Linked DNA regions of Salmo salar: region 2 is linked to region 1. Evidence: chromatin contacts called from public Hi-C data. All regions are on one chromosome and are shown on one strand. Each heading gives the region's core, a stretch centred on a gene start, on an enhancer-like site or on the middle of the called end of the contact. The rest is flanking DNA. Distances are from core to core; before and after follow the strand shown.

Region 1 (3,994 bases), core at 1,322-3,821:
AAATCGACAATGAACATTGTCTCAAAGTAGCTCACTTCCACAACGATAAAAAAAATACTCTCACAGTCCGCAGACATTCTACCCAATCACAAGAGAAGTTCTCGAAGACGCTGTTGATCTAAGCCAATGGCAAAAGTAGATTTACACCCACGTGGCGAACAGAGGCCTCCCATTTTCTCTCCCACACCATTTTGTCACAAATAACCAATCGGCTTGAAGGGGGCCAGGCCTTGGCGCGTCAAGCAATAGGATCGTTCCAGCACTCAGGCAACTTTAGCCATTCATAATATATTAGTCACAGAAGATAGCTCTATATGTGGTGGAATTTCAAATCCAATACCGAAGACTGCTGTAATGAAAACATCCTACCTCATATTCTTACATAGATAATGTATGTGGGTAGGCCTTTCAATTTAGGACTATGTTTTATTCTAGGTTATGCAGGCTACAATGGCAACAATGCACGTAGGTTGCACAATGCACTTAAATTGCCACATTGTCCATTTCCTATAAGTATGTCACGAAATGTACTATACATTGTTGCGCAACTTCAGGTTACACACGTTGGGTATCGTCGTCATTACTAATAGTACAGTGCTGACGTCATCTCCTTCCTTCATCTGGCTGCATCCAAAACCATTAAAGTAATCGCGCACAGTATGCAAATTACGCATTAGATGGGGTATTCCCTTCAGGAAGTGCGGTTCTTCATCAGCTCTTTGAGATGTTCTCGGGATAGAATGTACACTGGAGATATACAGGGTTCGGTTCCTACATCATGCAATTCCTACAATCAAATCAGCTTTACAAGAAAAAGAGGCAATATTGACTACTCACTTCGACAGCACATTCTGTGCGTAATTGCGCATTGCCAACTGCTGTGAAACTATCCCCATGTTTATCCACTGACTTCTCTGAATGCACATACTATTTCTTCTGCAACATAAACTCACATACCCTACTTGTCAACCCCTAAATATCACAGACATCAGGTTACTTAAGATAAGAGTATTCTCCAACCCCAGTTTAAAGCCGATCCTGAAAAAGCTAACTTTGACCGAGTCATGGGCTACTACATAGCTTTAAGAGAAAAGTTTAAAACGGGCCGCTTTAACTACTGTAAAAATCGTAGCCTACATAGTAAAGTGCGAAATATGTATTCTATGTAGAGCAAATGTTAAGAGTTTACTCTAGGAGCTTGATAAAAACAAGATACTCGCTCGCCATCCAGTGGTCAATGGAGGCACTTGGGGAGCCTTAACTTGTCTATTTGTTGTTGAAGGTGTTTATAACACATTTCGAATGAATAGTAGGCTAGTCTACCGGCAATTTCCCTCTGAGTACAGCTGCAGCTGACTGTAAGGTCAGTCTGGATAATGATATAATATCACAGACTCTGCACTTCGCATCTATATAGGAGGTAGGCTAGGCGGTGGGCTAGGCTGTGTGGTCGGCTTATAATTGCATAACATATGGATGCGAGCTGTCATCAGCTGTCCTATAGGTCAATACAAACCACCACATTCACTGTCTGCAGATAACACCAATTCCATTGCCAATATCAATTTCATTATTAAGTCAATTGGCTACATGTAGATGCATAATTTAGAAACTCTTAGAAGTTGGCAGAACTCCATTTGAATGCAATGCATGTAACCAAAACAAACGGTGAGACAATGTATCAATGTCCGCTATCAAATAGGTGCCCCAGGTGGCCTTTTAGAAACATAACAAAGATAAGAGTTACATGTCCAAATCTAACCCACGCAAATTTCTAACCTTTATTCAAAGGTAGGCTATTAAAACTTTAGAATCATCAATGTACATAGTTATCAAATATTCACTAAGACTACTCTTAGGTTTGACATGAGTCCAACGTTTGAATGTAACTTACCAATTATTGTGGCGAGAACTTTAAAGCTTTGCGATAAAGCTTGGGTTTTTCCAACACGTTTCCCCAGCTTTGGCATGTAAATCTTCCCAAACTATGAGAAAGACTGAAGTAGGCTATATCCACATAGGTCAGTAGACTATCCTATCCACTGTGACAGTAAATTCGCAGACAAATGTGTGCGTCTCGACTGTAGTAGTAATGACAGCTCTGTACTCCTCTTGCTCACTGCTTGAGTTCCAATTGTCCTAAAATGCCTGTATGACGTTTACCCACCAGTGTCTTTCGTATTACAAGTGCAATTCGGGAGGCGAGACACCTTTTAAACGAGCCCTCTCAGTTATGGGTGGAGAGTAGACTACGGTTCTTGCTGCGTCAGGATGCCATTTAAGGTAGCCACGGAATTCTTCCTCACATGAGAGTTCGTTTCCAAGATCTGCTGCCTAATTCGTTCTCCACCTTTGGAAATGTGCTTGGGCAAAGCTTTAAATCATGCACGGGATTTTTAGTGTCTGTGATTGCGCATCTATTGTAGTCTAAACAAGGGTAAGGACTTTTATCCCGAAGAACAAAAACATAAATCATATTCAACTGAGTTACGACCTTAACAAAAGGAGCGATTTCAGGAGGGGTGTAACCTTCCACTGACAACAGAAAAAAAACAGAAAAAACATCACTTGGCAACCAGTGCAGGACAACACAATGCATGGATACAGCCTACCTGAATATAAATAAAGGTTTATTTGGCAAGAGACCAGTTCTGCAGTTGATGACTTCCAGGTTGCTCCTCAAACAATGGCAATCCTATGCCAGGAATCATACCTTGACAGTTATTACACATTAATACAAGTGATTCATTGTTCATGTGATAGGCTAAGACCAAGTATTGTACATGTCAGTTTGTGTGCAAACCTATCAGTAAACCCTTACCTGAAGTCCACAAGTAGATGTGATACAGTAAATTGCTATGTAGATTGTAATGTTACATCATAAGTAGTTATATTCATTTGTGTCGTGTGTCAGCACGGTCGCACACTTTACAAAGATGCCAATATAGTTTGAAACACAATGATTTGATAAACCCGATGCCCCTTATTTCCTTGAAGACAGGGGACACAGTCTTGTTGATGCAAGTGAGGTTGAAGTGTTTCAATGATGAACCCATACCCACAGGCAGAGACGTTGCAGAGACGCCTCTAAACGAGTCACAGTCCCAAACATCACAGCATGATGAGTCAGCTTCTCCCAGGACCAGAGAGAGGGAGTTGGGGGGTGAGAGAAAAAGAGAGAAGCGATGAGAGAGGGGGGATGAGAGACCAGCACCACACTGCTGGAGGAGTCTGAGAGATGCACTACATGACCAAAAGTATGTGGACACCTGCTCATTGAACATCTCATTCCAAAATCATGGGTATTAATATGGAGTTGGTCTGCCCTTTGCTGCTATAACAGCTTCCACTCTTCTGGGAAGGCTTTCCACTAGAAGTTGGAACATTACTGCGGGGACTTGCTTCCATTCAGCCACAAGAGCATTAGTGAGGTCGGGCACTGATGTTGGGCGATTAGGCCTGGTTCGCAGTCAGTCTGTGTTTAAATACATCCCAAAGGTGTTCGATGGGGTTGAGTTCAGGGCACTGTGCAGGCCAGTCAAGTTCTCCCCCATCGATATCGCAAGACACTTCTATATGGACCTCGTTTTGTGCAAGGGGGCATTGTCATGCTGAAACAGGAAAGGGCCTTCCCCAAACTGTTGCCACAAAGTTGGAAGCACAGGATAATCTAGAATGCCATTGTATGCTGTAGCATTAAGATTTACCTTCACTGGAATTAAGGGGCCTAGCCCGAACCATGAAAAACAGCCCCATACCATTAGTCCTCCTCCATCAAACTTTACAGTTGGCACTATGCATTTGGGTAGGTAGCGTTCGTCTGCATTCGCCAAAACCAGATTCGTCCGTAGAGCTCACTGCAGAGAAAGCGTTGCCACTGCTCTGAAGTACAATGGCGGTGAGCTTTACACCACTCCAGCCGACGCTTGGCATTGGGCATGGTGATCTTAGGCTTGTGTGCGGCTGCTTGGCCATGGAAACCCATTTCATGTAG
Region 2 (4,431 bases), core at 326-2,825, 170 kb before region 1:
CCTGTTTCAGCATGACAATGCCCCCGTGCACAAAGAGAGGTCTATACAAAAATGGGTTGTCGAAATTGGTGTGGAAGAACTTGACTTGCCTGCACAGAGCCTTGACCTCAACCCCATCGAATAGCTTTGGGATTAATTGGAACGCTGACTGCAGGCCTAATCGCCCAACATCAGTGCCCAACATCACTAATGCTTGTGGCTGAATGGAAGCAAGTCCCCACAGCAATGTTCCAACATCTAGTGGAAAGCCTTCCCAGAAGAGTGGAGGTAGTTATAGCAACAAAGAGGGGACCAACTCCATATTAATGCCCATGATTTTGATGAGATGTTCGATGAGCAGGTGTCCACATACTTTTGGTAATGTAGTGAATGTTACATTTGGCATGGTTACATAAGACAGAAAGTTACTTAAAGCAAAAACGAATGTAGGGTGGTTGGTCGGGGTGGATGGGTAGGAGTATAACACTAAAGTTTAGCAACCCAAAGGTTCTGTGTTCGAATTTAATATTTTAGCCAATTAGTAATTTAGCAACTACTTACTACTTTTTGGATACTTTGCAACTACTTAGCATGTTAACTAACCCTTCCCCTAACCCTTTAACCTAATTCCTAACACTAACCTTAACCCTAGCCTCTAAACCTTAGCCTAGCTAACTTTAGCCACATAGCGAACGTTAGCCAAACAATTAGGAAATAGTAACGCATCATATATTTTGCTAATTTGTAACATATCAAGTGAAATCGAATGGACACCCACAAATACCATACGAAATTTAACATATTTTACTAATTGGAGTGTCTTTGATTTACGCTCACTATGTTACGTCTACCTTTGAGTCCAGGTTGGTTCCAAAGAGAACAGCGTGATCTCAGCAGAGCTGCTGTAGCGCTTAGTGTCCAGCAGGGGTCCTCCACTCATTAGCTGACGACTGACTGTGACTGTCCTCCCTATCCCAGAAGAGAGAGATAGGGAGAGAGAGAGCAGCTGATCTGTTCATAGTGGCTGAACTGCAGCACTTCTCTGTCCAGTGATCCCAGTATGGATGAGCAGTCTGGGGCACATTTCAGTCCCTCTGCACCCCTCAGGGCTTTGAACCACCATACAGTCTAGTCACCCACTTTCACTCATTGGAGCAAAGTGGCCTTGCAGAGAGGAGAGAGATGGGAATGGCTGATAAAACGTGTCTCTCTTGTTGAACAGCAAACTGCGAACCCCATGCCCTTTTGGGCTCCTACATCCCCAATGAATCTTCCGCCCACTCACTGAGGAATGTGGAGAGAGCAGGGAGGGGATACAGGGAGGAGGGGAAAGAGGGAGGGAGACGGAAAGGGAGCAAGGGACAAGGAATACAGAGAATGAAAGGGGAGGAATAGCGATGCGAGAGAGATATAGAGGGAGGTAAGAAAGGGAGACACGTTATGAAACATGTTATGCCAAGCGCTGACACCTTAGCCATCTCATCTCATCTGCTTGCTGGGTCATGTGATGTGAGCCCAGGGCCTGTATGTTTCACTGTGTGTCTCCCAACAAGGGATTTATATAGGCTTACATGGCCATATTTGGGTTGAGAGCTTCCTCCTGTGTTTACTGACTAGGTGGAGATTGTCACAGAAGAGCATTGGAGCAGGATGACAAACACCCACAATGACAAACACCCTGCTGTGAATCAAAGGCTGGTACGTGGTGATGTTTCACTGTCTGTATGAGATGTTGTTTACCTGGAATACAGCACTGCATAGGTGACATCACCCATGGGACGCAATGACAAACCCAGGTGGGGTCACACCTGGGAGGCGGTTACAAAGCAATTGGAATGAGGATAGTGGAGAAACACAGAGGTGGTGGGTTGTGAGATGAGGTGTGTCAATGAGCAAAGCTGAACTAGTCTTATATATCACAGGACAGTCTGATCTGAATGGCCTCACTGTGTTGTAACTAACAACATAAAACCTGTTTATGACTCATGACATCATAAGATGCCCTGAGGTGTTTGATTCACTTTGTTTATATCACCTCTCTCTTGTCAACAAGGCGCTAATATCCTCTCTGTCTTTGCCAACTGGGCAACAGTTCTTCAAAGCACATTGGCATTGCTGAAAAAAGGGCTGGATATTGGTAGAATGGTGTTTATTGAATGTGGAATTTCACTGCCGGCACGGCGTAAAGTGTGGCATTGTTGATAAAAGGTTAGAGCTGTTTCAGATTCCAGAAATGAAAGGAGCTTCTCTCCAGTGGCTGCACTGAAATAATGGTGACATTTTGGTTGCATCAGCTGTATCTTTAATGTGGCAGAAGTGAAATGCCAAAATGATCAAAGCCAAATCCAGAGAATAATGAGCTCCTTTTCTTTTTATCTACAAATAAACTTCAACCAAAAAGCCCCTCAAATAATAATTAGCTGAATAATCAGCATTAATGATAAACAAAACTTTTAAGAGAATTCCGCTGGAGAGAATAGCGTCTGCTTTATGGGCTCCTGACCAATTGTGCTTTTTAGTGTTTTTTTGCCCTGATCTTAACTTTTATGAACATAATGCTTCCGCCATAGTTTCCTATGACTGAAAAGAGCTTCTGGACAGAACAGCGATCACTAGCCTTGATTAGGAGGAGGATTTCTACTTCATTGAGATGGCGGTGAAAGGACATACCGTACGGCTCATCCCGGACCAGGCCCAAATTCCCTACACTCGAAAAAGGAAGAGGCAGTGCTATAGAGGCCACCGTGTGCAATACCTGACGAGACTACGTCGGCGAGTGGATAAACTGCCTTTACCCTCCGTTCTATTGCCGAATGTGCAATCACTGGAGAATAAACTGGATGAGCTCCGTTCAAGACTCTCCTATCAACGTGATCTGAAGAACTGTAATAACGTGTGTTTCTATGAGTCGTGGCTGAACAAGGACATATAAATCTAGCTGTTTTTTTCTATACATCGGCAGGACAGAACATCAGCGTCGGGTAGACTCAAGGGGGATGGTGTGTGTGTCTTTGTTAACAACAGCTTGATGTCAATCTCTAATATTATGGAAGTCTCGAGGTTCTGCTCACCTGAGTTAGAATACCTCATAAGCTGTAGACCATACTATTTACCAAGATAGTTTTGATCTATATTTTGTGTAGCTGTCTATTTACCACCAAACTGACCAGCTGTAAAGGGCCATAAGCAAACAAGAAGATGCTCACACAGGAGTGGCGCTCCTAGTGGCAAGTGATTTTATGCAGGAAAACTGAAGCATGTCACCTGTGCAACTAGAGGAGAGAAAATAAACTCTCGATCACCTTCACGCCACACACAGAGACACATGTGTGATGCACACAAATATGTAGGGTCATATTTTTTATGTACTATGAGGGGAGTGCCACATGAGGGGAGTGGTTCTGCAACCCGGTGACAGAGTCCTTGTATGAAACCTGAGCGAGAGAGGTGGTCCTGGAATGTTAAGGTCATACTGGGAAAGAACAATATACGTAGTGAAAGAGCAAGTGAGTGACAAACCAGTGTACAAAGTCTGTCCCGAGACCGGGGGGGAACAAGACCCGTGCCTTGCACTGGAATCTCCTGCAACCAGGTCAACGACATGCTTGCAGACTTAACGCTGCAGGGCACACAGACTCACCCACCTAAAGAGAAAAGGGAAAGCTGACCCAAAACAGTGATAGAACAGACTAAGACGAATAAAGCTCATACCTGTAAGAAAAGACCAAAGAAGAGACAATGTAAGACTTACCTGTGATCCTCAGAGAAATCCAGCCCGTGTAGGACCCGCACAAGATGCTGTACCTACCCGAGTTGTTGCACCTGAAAAATACATCTGAAGACCAGAAGAGTCCGAAGAAGGAGAACAAGTAGAGGAATACTTACCTGCTGAACAAGCATGGTCAAACACAGAAGTGGGAAATGGACAAAGAATATCTGTAGAACAGGAAAGACACATAGTGAACCCCTCACTAGTTGACACAGATTGAACAGGCTAGGATGTCCACACGTGAGAGAAGGCCTGCACAGATGCTTACTTACCAGACGCTATATCAGCCATCCTTCCAGCCACACACCGCAATCAACACTGTAGAGGTTTATGGGGTACCACCTATGACAGTCTGGGAAATTACACCTTACCACATTCCACAGCCTTACCAAACCCTAACCTACCCCACACTGTGTTTTTTTTACACTGAATAAAAGTAGAGAGTGAGAGCTACAAAATGGTATATCATACACTACAGTTGAGGAACATGGGAAAATAATTCTGCTTTGAAAGTTGATAAACTTATAACACCACTTTTGAGAAAATGGCCCTTGAATATTTTAGTACACCTACTGGAGAGCTCTGTCTACTCCTATTCAACGTCGTTCACACCCTCTTAAGCCTTAGCCCCACCCATCTCTTTAAGGATTCACATGAGGCTATGTGCTAATCAAAGTGAGTAA

What was found. A called contact is a pair of places that touch in the nucleus more often than the background predicts.
Region 2: a Hi-C map of gill shows a contact between it and region 1, with 3 times the contacts expected there. The contact joins the enhancer-like site here to the promoter of LOC106573601 in region 1. A contact is called at or near these places in 2 of 3 Hi-C or Micro-C datasets (gill and muscle).

Annotation. Positions count from the first base shown.
Region 1 is chrssa16:38,361,039-38,365,032 of Ssal_v3.1, reverse strand. LOC106573601 (midnolin) reads right to left here and starts at 2,571. Exons shown (of 8, transcript XM_014148791.2): 1 at 1,895-2,571. The coding sequence starts at 1,970.
Region 2 is chrssa16:38,525,650-38,530,080 of Ssal_v3.1, reverse strand. No RefSeq gene overlaps it. Among protein-coding and RNA genes, the nearest start is that of LOC106573597, 25 kb to the left of the region's middle. Within about 2 kb of position 1,575, at least 2 of the 13 cell types and tissues checked have an H3K27ac peak or open chromatin away from gene starts, as enhancers often do. A contact at or near this core is called in gill, where this site is marked.